Linked DNA regions of Gossypium hirsutum: all the other regions are linked to region 2. A link is a contact called in public Hi-C data. All regions are on one chromosome and are shown on one strand. The core of a region is the stretch at or near the end of the contact, and the rest is flanking DNA. Distances in the headings are between cores, read along the strand shown.

Region 1 (3,618 bases), core at 789-3,288, 270 kb before region 2:
TTATAGCTTAAGCTTCTTTATTTGTGAAGCTTCCTTCTGGACACATCATCCAGTCATGTTCATTTGATTGGTTCATTCTTGTAACAAGATTTGTTTTTCCCCTACACCTCTTACTATTTGAGCAGGCTTTTCAGTTATATTTCTCAATCAAACACTGAAGAAGTTATGTTTATCTGAATTAATAACTTTATTGTTGAAAACAAAATCATTAGGCCTATTACAGCTTTCCGTGCAGGATTCTTGTCTTACCCTTGTTGATATGATTGATTCAATCCAATAATTTGATTTTATTCTGCATAGTTATTTTTGTGTAGACTTTTTGCTGATGTTTTTGACTGATGTAATTAATTGAGGGGAAAAATGGTTTTGCAAACTCTGTAGTTGATTACTACTCAGTTCTAATTACCAAGCCATTGATGTTGTGGTTTTACTGCACTTTTGCATGGAGCCAGGTCAGGGCATTGATGCATTGTCGCATTGATGCATTGTCAACCTAATCTTCATTACAACTCTTGTATCCATTTGTTTATCAGTCTTTACCATATGGAATGCCCTTGAGTCATAATTGACGATCAATTATTGTTATGTAGGTATTTAAAGGGAAAAAGATGCCTGGGCGCATGGGTGGGAAGACGAGAACAGTAAAAAATGTGTGGGTATACAAGATAGATCCTGCAAGGAATTTGATGTGGGTGAGGGGTCAGGTATGGTTTTCTTATTTTAAGTGCTTAAGAATTTTGAATGGAAAAAATCAGGAGGCTATAGCCTTTGCACAACAGTTGCAAGCTTCCAAATCCGATGTTTGTCATAAAAATAAGGGACTAATCCCCTTCAAAGGATGGGAACAAATTACATTGCATCCGAAGTTCTTAACCATCTAATATGTTGTATTCTGTATAGTTTTTTATTGGCAGTATTGTTTAGGGAGTTGGTTATTGTTTACAGGTCCCAGGTGCTAAAGGGAACTTTGTCTTCATAAAGGATTCTGTTTACAAGAAACCTGATGTTTCAATGCTTCCGTTCCCGACTTATTTTGCAGCAGAAGATGAGGATGAAACAAATATAGGGCCTCTGGTTGCTGATCTTGGAGAGGTAGATCCGTTTATGGTAGCCGATTGACGTGGGGCGGAGTTTGAGTTGGTTGTCGGATGGCAGATTAAATTCCGGACCAGTTAACTTGCGGAATAGTAAGAAGTTGGTTTGTGTCCTAGTTATTTGGTTTCAGGAAGGAATGTAATATGAGATAATGGTTATAGAGATGAAGGTTGATGTATGAATTTTTGAAGCAAATTGAGCATTGATTTTTCTGTAACAGGAATGAGAGTTATTTTAAATAAATGAAAGGAAACCTGAAATTTTGCTTTTGCGAGTACAAACTTATAGGACATTAGATATAATAACTGTTGATAACATTTTTTTATATTTTTAAATGGTTATTAAACTTGAATTAAATAGTAATGCAATTTTTTGAACGCATTTAGGCTAACATTACATGCTATGAAAACTTTCGAGGAGTATGCAATAATATCAATAAATGAGACGAGCTCAAATGAACGAAGTTTTGTTGGTGTTTGTTTTTTTTATTTATTTAAAGTTACTCGTGTTTGTTTACAATTTTAATATTATGTTCAAACTCAATTTATTATTTGATATGTTTAGTCTAACTAAATATAAATGTAAAAATAAAGGGAAAATGCTATTTAAGTATTTTTCATAGGAAATATTATCTTCAAATAAGCGAGTCTATAAATGAGTTTATAAATAAACTAGTTGTTGAGCATAAATAGACTGTTGAAACTTATTCATTTAATAAATAACCTTATGTTCATTCACAGTTGAATCCATCTGCAGCTCATACCCGGTCTGCTCGTGATTATTATATAAGTGTCTTATTTACATGCCTGATGGCAAGGCCGTCGATAAGCCTTGTATTATAGTTGTTTAGACTAATGGGCCTCTATCCCATATTGGGCCTTTCTTTCCATTACCAAATTCTGAAGACATTATTATCCTAGTCACCTTAAGCAAAATCAAACCAAGTACCCAATTGCAGCATCTCTCTCTCTCTAATCTCCAATCTCTCCCCCCCCCCACCCTTCATCTCTGTATGATGTACTGTAGTGTGTACTGTGACAACACAATTAACTTGGGTCTTTTCCGACAGACAGACAGACAGGCAGACAACCAAATGAAAATCACTAATCTGCTTTGAGTCTTTTGACCACCCACACTCTAAACCCCTTCACTTTCCCTCTTCCTACATCCTAGCCTTGTCAAGGAACTTAGTGTTGGATATTATCCCCCACATTTGGGATTTTTCATTTTGCCTTCCGGGCATGAAGCGGGATCAGCTGTCCGAATGCGGGGGCTGCGGCGCCCCTGAGCGTTTCCTCCTCCACAACCTCCGCCACAGAGCCAGCTATCGACGCCTCTGCACCAACTGCGTCCTCAAGAACCACCAGGGCCTCTTCTGCCCCATTTGCCTCGAAGTTTTCAACGAGTCCCCTCCCCCTCACCAGCGCCTCATCTGCCTCAAATGCCCTTCCATTTCTCACCTCTCTTGCTCCTCCTCTTCCCTCTTGCCTACCTCCTTTACCTGTCCCCCTTGCTCCAACCCTAATTTCTCTTTCTTCAATCTCGCCCCTACTAAGAAACCCAAGTCAACGCCCGATCATCCTCCCGGATCTACCCACGACGGCGACGACGACAACAACAAGACGACGAACACGAGGGTTATTGACAAGGAAGCAGCTAAGGCACTTCTAGCTGCTGCTAAGATTGCTGCCGCCTCTATGACCAAAGCTGCCGCCGTTGCGAAAGTGGAGGCTGAGCGGAGGGTCAAAGAAGCTACTTTGGCAAAGAAGAGAGCCAAAGAGGCTCTCGAGAGACTCGCCTTGTTGGCCCGGAAGGATAGTGATAGACATAAGTCGTCCCTCGTAGGCATTCCCAAATCTAAACCTGATGCTGCCATTGCTGCTGCTGCTGACGCCAAAGCAAGCTCTTTATCCCTTCCATCTCCTATTCCCGACAAGGGAAACAATGGGTCGTATTCAGTTTCTGGTGCTAATGTACCCATTTCAATCCCCAAGTTGCAGCGTCAACAAAGCACTCATGGTATGCCTAATTGATCATTGGTGATTCCAACAATCTCAGTAAAGTGTTTGTTTTCGTTTGTTGGTATTTAGCCTTTCTGTTCATGGGAACCATATGTCAAATCTTTGTAGAGATGATTTAGGAGTTTTTCTGTATTCAGTAAGCTTTTTGTTTGCATTCAATTGTAGCTTTCTCTATTGCCCTGTATGTATTTTTCATTAAGCTCGTTGTTTCTGTTTATTTGCTTCACCTTTAGCCCTTCTTATGCCAAAACTAAAGCTCTCTGGACTTTCTGTTCTTACAAAATTACAAGAAAAAGAAGTGTCAAAATTGTCTTTAGATGCTTTGCACCCTTGATATGTCCTTTAATTAAATGAATCATGATGGCATACCCGGGATTATCTCTCACTTTAGAATGCTATTATGCTGTATTTTCAGGGGAGCAGGTTATGCTATTGCTTCCCATTATGTAAGTGCAGTCAGTCCTGGACTAAGTTGATCAGGACTTGAGCCTTCATTTTTAAC
Region 2 (3,700 bases), core at 939-3,438:
AAGAAAGTTCAATAATCATGCTAAATTAATATTAAAATTTATATATTAGCCAAATAATAATCATGTTAAATTAATATTAAAATTTATATATTAGCCAAATATATTTACGTCAATCACTTTATCGATGTTGTCAATTTGAATGTATTAATAGTATTATAAAAGTAAAAAATTAAATATGTGAAATCTATACTATAAATTAAGGGGTTGATTGAGTTGATGTCAGCCATCAACTTGAGCTCAATTCAATTAGAAAATTATCAAATATCATTTTATTTTATAAAATTTAGAAATATATATATATGCATATTAACGGATGAATAATGAGATTTAAACTTAAGATATCAAAATATTAGTTATTTCAATTTTACTCTTTTATAAATTTATTACATAAATACTTTCATTCGCATATCGTAAATGTAAATAACATTATTAGGAGGGACAATCCTAAACATGTAGGATGAAAAAGCAGAAAGGAATATCCAATGTGGTGATGAAGGCATGTTTCTCCATCTTCACGGCCACGGATGCATATGAGAGGCTAAAACTGTGAGAGAGGTGATGAGCGTGGTGGCCAACTCAGACTCCTAAATAGCCATTTTCTTTGCTTTTAGATTTATTCTATTCTATATTGTAAGGTGCAAATGGTAGACACGTGAACATAAAATGACACCACGTCTTCTAGGTACATAAAATGTTGGGTGGAGGGAAGAATGTGAATGCATATGTAGATAAGAATAAGATAGAGATACCTTTTAGTTTGTTTATACACAAAGCATGAACAAGGTGGCAATAAATAATCATTGATTTTTACCACTCCCCATTCTTTATAAATCTAACACTGATAATGATAATTGATAAATAATAACAACAATAAGAAAAAGAAATCACATCTCTGCTGCTAACTGCTATCTGAAGCAATCTGGATTTGGCTTGCCTTGGGTGCCATCTATTTGAGTTTACAATATTTATACCATACTCGCTTCAATTGCTTAATACTTTGTTAATTATCACAGTCTCATTTGGTAGGTAATTTCTAAGTTTCATTTTCAATCCTCTTACCACTCAATTTTTTATTATATATAAAAAGAAAAAGACATCCCTAATATCAGTCAATCTTGATATTTAACAAATTTATCTTTCTTTCAAATACGAGTAACTAAGGGTAATAAATTATCGAGTTTACTTTTGTTCATCTATTTATCCTACCTTTGATTGGTATAATAATAAATTTAATCTTCAACGGTTACAAATTTTATAATTTTGATATCAATAAATTTAGAAATAAGATCAAGTTCAAAGATGGTGTAAATATTAAAGGTTAAATTAATTGAATTTTTTAAATTAGAATAAATTTTACAAAATATATAAATATTTAAAATTATTATTTCAATTAAAAGTAAGATAAATCGTGGAGAGAAATAAAAAGTGATTAATTTTAATAAAAAAGTTAATTTGTTGAATAATGAAAGGATTGGAGATATTTTTTTTATCCCAACTTATATATAAAACATGGAATTGGATTAGGAAAAAAAATACATGTATGTAATCTTGAGATTAAAAAAAAAAGTTGAGAGTTGGGAGAAAGATGAAAACAATAGGTTTGTCATTGAAACCATTTTCATTAGTTCAACACTGCCACAGATATTACAGCCATTGAAACCCAATTTGGATGTTCCTTGTTTCTTACATTTATGTAATTCAGAAACAACCCATCATTCCTCTGTTCATCTTTCATTCATCCAAGGTTTCATTATTACACCAATTATACCCTCTCTTTATTTATATTATTATTATGATTTGGGATATTTGGCCTTGGAATGAATGCTTCTGCAATCTTTGTAATTCCAACCCAGCTTAAGTTTTTTTACTTTTTTTTTATCTTTTTGTTTTGTGGGGGACTATGCTTTGATTCCCCAATCTTCTCTCCATGTATGCCCATACAGACATGACACCATCCATCTTAGTATGAAGATGGTCCCTACTCTCTAGAAGAAAGATTAAAGGGATTGTATGTTATTAATTTAAATATTTTGAAACTAAAGCAAGGGTGTTTAAGGAAAAACAATGACAATGTCAATCAAAAGCCTGTTGGTATTGGAGTCCAGTCTGTTTCTTTGACTATGCATGCAGATCTACTAATCTATATTAAAAGAAATTTACCTTTATTTCAAAAACACTGTAAAATTAAAATCTCAAACTAAAATAAATATCAAGGATGAAATTTATGGTCATTTCTTTTTTGGATCATTCTCCCTTTGAGTTCAACCATACCATTACCCACTTGTTTTGTTTATCTTTTCATTTTTTAAGTTAAAGTTTTCAATGATTAAAAAATGAAACTACTACCTTGAAAAACTAAAATTTACAGAAAGCACAATAAAGAATAAAAAGAATCATTTTCCACAATTGGGTTCTTAATTTGTAAGATCTTTTTTATTTTTTATTTATTCATCAAGAAGAAGAGTCTGAGACTCAATTTATAAATTGTTTTCCAATAATATACAGTGTTTTGAGTTGTGACAATGAAAAAAGAAAAGTGAAGAAACAGCAAAAGAAAAACAAAAAAAAAGCTTCCAGTTGTTGTGTTGTGTAAGCTGCTTCCATTTCACTGTTAATGTAAGGCATGTCTTTCCTCATCACCTACCTCTGACAACTCCACATCTTCTTCTCATTACCCCGGTCAATACCCATTTCGCAAAATCCCCACTTCTCACATAGAAACCCTACAAAAATCCCTTCATTTTTTGACATTGCAGTAACCCCTTTTCTAGCTTTTCAATATGGTTTCTTCTGGGATTTCCTCCTAGTTCTTCATTGCGTTTATTAATGCTTGAAGTTTTTGTTTTTATTTTTATTTTTTGGTTGATCTTGTCAAATAATGACTGAAATTATTATCATTTTTTTGTTGGAAATAAGATATCTGGTTCAGTTTTATGTGTGTGTGATGATTTGTCAAATGTAGAGTGTGTGTTGGAAACGTGATGCCTATTCTTATTCTATTTGATTTTTTATGTTTGTTTATTATTTGAAAAAAAAAATAAAGTTTTTGGCAGTCGGTGGACTTTGATTTAAAGAACAAACTCTTTGCTTTCCTTCAAGCTTCTCTCTCTGATTGAGGGCTCTCTTTTGGGGTTCTTTTTTTGGAAACTTGATTGTGGTTCAAGGTCTGCTTTAGTTTTCCTTATCTTTCTATATTTGCTTTACCCTCTGCACTTGTTTACTGTGAAACTTAGCCATTTGTTTCTCTTTTTATGTCATAAATTAATTGGTATCTTGAATAAATGCAAAATATGTAACAGTTTTTTTATTAGATGGTTGTGGTTCTAAGTTATTTTACTTAAACATGTTTTCAGGCATCTTGGTGTAGGTGAAGATGGCCTCTGATCTGAACAAAACTCTGTCAAAAGAGTACATTGGTCTGCAATTGTGGGTTCTTATTGTAATTTGCTTAGGAGTGGTATTCTTAGTTATCCTTAGCATATCATTGTGGCTTAGTTTTCGGAAGAAATCGAGAAGGGCTAATGTGATGCTTCCTCTCACCCAAGTTCCATATGTTTCAGAGGAAATTAAAGAGATAAGAGTTGATCAAGCTTCTGCAAACAATGGTAACACCCTTAATGAGAAATTTAGTGACAAAGGTTCGGAGAAGGGTTTGTTTAATGTAGATAATGGAGAGGATAGCGGTCAGTCAGGTTCTTTT
Region 3 (3,504 bases), core at 960-3,459, 330 kb before region 2:
AGCAATTGAACACGTTGGCAAGAATGTGTATGAGGCTTTTAAAGTTACATATTCAGAGTCTATAAACCCAATACCGCCGTTAGACAGGTGCATGAAAAGAGAATCATCACCGGTGCTTGTGCATCCTCCTTGTGTGACCCGTCCGGTGGGGCGGCCCAAGGAAAGAAAATACGCACTTAAATCCAATCAAGCTGTTAAGAGAACACTTCAGTGCAGCAAGTGCAAAAAGCTTGGGCACAACAAAAGGAAATGCAAGCAATCTGCTTAGGGAGTAAAAGTTGTAGTTTATTGTATTTAGGTTGGTTGAAAGAAAGCTTGTGACGATGCAGACCCGGATGAGACATGGTGAGATATTGGGATCCTGTATGTGGATTGATTTTTCTGGAATTAAAAGCTGGATGGCTGTACTGCACAGTGATATTCTCTTCGTGTAGGAAACTGGTTTGACGTTAGGTTTCCATTTTTACTAACAGGGAAAGTAAAGGCCATTCCTGCAAACATGTTGAACAAGTGAGCAACAAACATGTGGTGAATGTCTTGTTGCGTTCCTCATCCATTATTCCATTGCCAGTTGATATAATTGCAGAAAAAAAAAAACGAAATTTTGATGACTTTTGCATATGTATATATATCTTTTTCCCTTTTAAGTCAACTACACTGTTGACCCAACTATCAAAATTTTTTATTTTAGGCATCCAAAAGACTTGCAATTTAGACACTCACATTACATAATTCATTTATTTTGATCACTCTTGATAAAAACTCTACTGAAAATTTCATTGGTGGTGGCATAATTTATCATATAAATGTTCAATTTTAATGATTAAAATATAATTTGCCTAAAATTAATTATTAACTAAAATAAAAGAAAAAACAACAATTAAATAGTTGAAAAAAAACTCAGAAATCTAAACATTTCCTTTTCCAAAAATTTTAACTTTGTAAAGATCTATGTTTCGACCCTCTTCGTTCGCATATTGGCGGATTGCTTAAAGGAACTAACGTGAAGCTTAATTTGACAACAGTTTATGTTCATAAAAAGCATGTAACAACAAAAGAAGAAAATCTAACCAGTTTTTAAATTGAATCCTCTCTCTAGATAAAATTCTAAGGCCAAATACTAAAATGACAAACAAACATGTAGAAAAGCCAAATCCTGATACAATCTTGATTAATTGACTTAGAAATACAAATATCAAAGAAGAAGGAGAGGCGTAACTTGTAGAGGAAAAAGAGGGTCGTAATTGCTCTAGCGTTTAAAATTTGACGAAGAAGAGACGTTTAGATTTTTAGTTTTTTTTTTCCAACTATTTAATTATTATTATTTTATTTTGGTTAATAATTAGTATTAGATAAATTATATTGTTATATTTTAAAGTGATGTATCATATTTATGTGATTAATTATGTCATATGAAATCTAATGATTTGTCTATATGTAAAAAAAATTATCATATCATCTTTCTTAAAATTTTTAAATTTTTATGGAGAGTAATCAAAATAAAGGAAGGAGTGCAAACTTTTTGTTGCTATCCGTTTTGTTTACCCAAAGAAAATATCATTGTAAAAGTCTCAGTCCCAGACAAACGAAATCCATATAATTTTGTAGTTTGCTACTGGTTCTTAAAAACACTTGCAAAATTTTAGATGGGAAATCCTCCAATACTGTAGGATGCAACTGTGTAACATCTAGATGCCCCTTGAATTCAATGTTTAGATTAAAGGGAAACAACATAACGATATGGAAATGGAAATGGGCATAGGCTGCCCATTGTGAGTGCATGTTCTGTTAGGGACCCAAATACACTGACTGCTAAAAATTGGCAAAGCGAGCAAAGTTTGGATAACAAACGAAACAAGTCAAAAAGGGAATACAAATTTGGAATTGTAAACTTCTAACATGTTCTACTGTGACCTGCTTTATGAGTTGTATGATTAAGAATGATAATGCCTTCTAGAGTTTTGCAGTTTATTTTCCTGATAAGCCACTTTGAAGATTGGCATGGGATATAGGGGATCGTGGCTATAACCCAACTCAACTCCTTAGAGACACGTACGAAGCTTTTACAGTAAACAGCTAGGGAGCTGACACTTGGAATGCTGAAGATGACACATAGCAACCTCAAACGTTTCCCAGTTTGCCACGTTGAATGACAGCCACCCCCATCACCTCCTCTCCCCGCTTAAATATAACACCCCCAAGGTTCATGGCCTTCATCAACTTTCTTCCCCCTACACTTGCTATCTTCAAAAAAGTTCAATTTCCTTCCTTCCTTGAAGAAAAAACACTTTGTGGATACAATTTGTTGCTGTACTTTTTAACCATATATTCATGGCTTCGAGTTGGTTTTTCATTGTGTTCCTTGTCCTAACTGCTGCCAACGTGAGGTGCACGACCGTGGACCACATGCCATCGACAGATGAGGATGCTAGAGAATATTCAAAGTTAAAGACGAAGACAGAAGAAGCCACTGATGAACTCAACAGCAGAACTCAGCAAGCCAAGGATGCCTTGAAAAGCAAGGCGGATCATGCTGCAAATGAGGTAAAGAGCAACACACAACAAGCAAAGGATAGGGCATCAGAGGTAGGGAAAGAAGCCAAGGAGTCCACAGATTCATGGACTGAATGGGCTAAAGAGAAGATATCTGAAGGGCTTGGATTCAAGCAAGACGATGATCCTAAGGGTTCTGTCAGGAAAGCCTCTGATTCCGTAGCTGACACTGCTACCAAGACCAAGGACAAGTTACAAGACATGGCCTCAGGTTGATTAAAATTAATATACTTTTTACACCCCGGATTTTATTATGTTATTTATTGTTCTGATCAGTGATTTATTCAACATTGGGCAGGAGCTGGTGAATACAGTGCAGGGAAGGCAAAGGACATGAAAGATACAGCCTACAAGAAGACCGATGATGTGACGAATGCGGCAAAGGGAAAGAGCAGTGAGATGAGACAAGCAACCACAGAGAAGGCCAGGGAATTAGCAGATTCTGCAAAAGAAAATGCGAACACAGCATATATTGCAGCGAAGGAAAAGGTGAGGGACATGGCGGATAGGACAAGTGAGATGACGAATGAAGCGCAGGAAAGGGGGGCTCGGAAGGCGGAAGAAGCGAAGGAGGTAGTTGCCGAGAAAGCAGAGGGTGCGGCGGAGGAAACCAAGAAAAAGAACGAAGAGACAGGGGAGAGCCTGAAGTGGGCGAAAGAGAAAGCTAAACAAGGGTACGATGCGGCCAAAAGCAAAGCTGAAGAGACCATAGAATCTGCAAAGGATACCATAGCTTCGGGCTACGAGTCGGCGAAGCAGAAATCACAAGAACTGAAAGATAACTATGTGAACGGTGGGGGACAAGGGCGAGGACGTGAGCGAGATGAGGAGCTGTGAGTTGCTGCAATGCTGAGTGGTGGTGATGAGATTAAGATTTGAGAGTAGATGAGTTTTTATATGCTTTGTTTCGGTGGTTGTATAAATATGTTTGGTTTTGAAACTTCGGTAGAC

Evidence for each region. A called contact is a pair of places that touch in the nucleus more often than the background predicts.
Region 1: a contact with region 2 is called in a Hi-C map of leaf, with 2.7 times the contacts expected there. The contact joins the promoter of LOC107951543 here to the promoter of LOC107951538 in region 2. A contact is called at or near these places in 14 of 34 Hi-C or Micro-C datasets (anther, hypocotyl, leaf and 2 more).
Region 3: a Hi-C map of leaf shows a contact between it and region 2, with 2.1 times the contacts expected there. The contact joins the promoter of LOC107951546 here to the promoter of LOC107951538 in region 2. A contact is called at or near these places in 4 of 34 Hi-C or Micro-C datasets (callus, leaf and petal).

What each region holds. Positions count from the first base shown.
Region 1 is chrA02:9,472,000-9,475,617 of Gossypium_hirsutum_v2.1, reverse strand. LOC107951543 reads left to right here and starts at 2,038. Exons shown (of 1, transcript XM_016886628.2): 1 at 2,038-3,432. The coding sequence starts at 2,337. The coding sequence ends at 3,128. LOC107951544 (50S ribosomal protein L3-2, mitochondrial) reads left to right here. Exons shown (of 5, transcript XM_041090456.1): 4 at 591-704; 5 at 946-1,364. The coding sequence ends at 1,119.
Region 2 is chrA02:9,203,198-9,206,897 of Gossypium_hirsutum_v2.1, reverse strand. It overlaps LOC107951538 (probable receptor-like protein kinase At5g18500), which reads left to right and starts at 2,188. Exons shown (of 8, transcript XM_016886614.2): 1 at 2,188-2,621; 2 at 3,354-3,700. The coding sequence starts at 3,374.
Region 3 is chrA02:9,530,417-9,533,920 of Gossypium_hirsutum_v2.1, reverse strand. It overlaps LOC107951546 (late embryogenesis abundant protein D-29-like), which reads left to right and starts at 2,209. Exons shown (of 3, transcript XM_041090463.1): 1 at 2,209-2,764; 2 at 2,852-3,303; 3 at 3,305-3,504. The coding sequence starts at 2,332. The coding sequence ends at 3,328. It overlaps LOC107952301, which reads left to right. Exons shown (of 3, transcript XM_041090472.1): 3 at 1-652.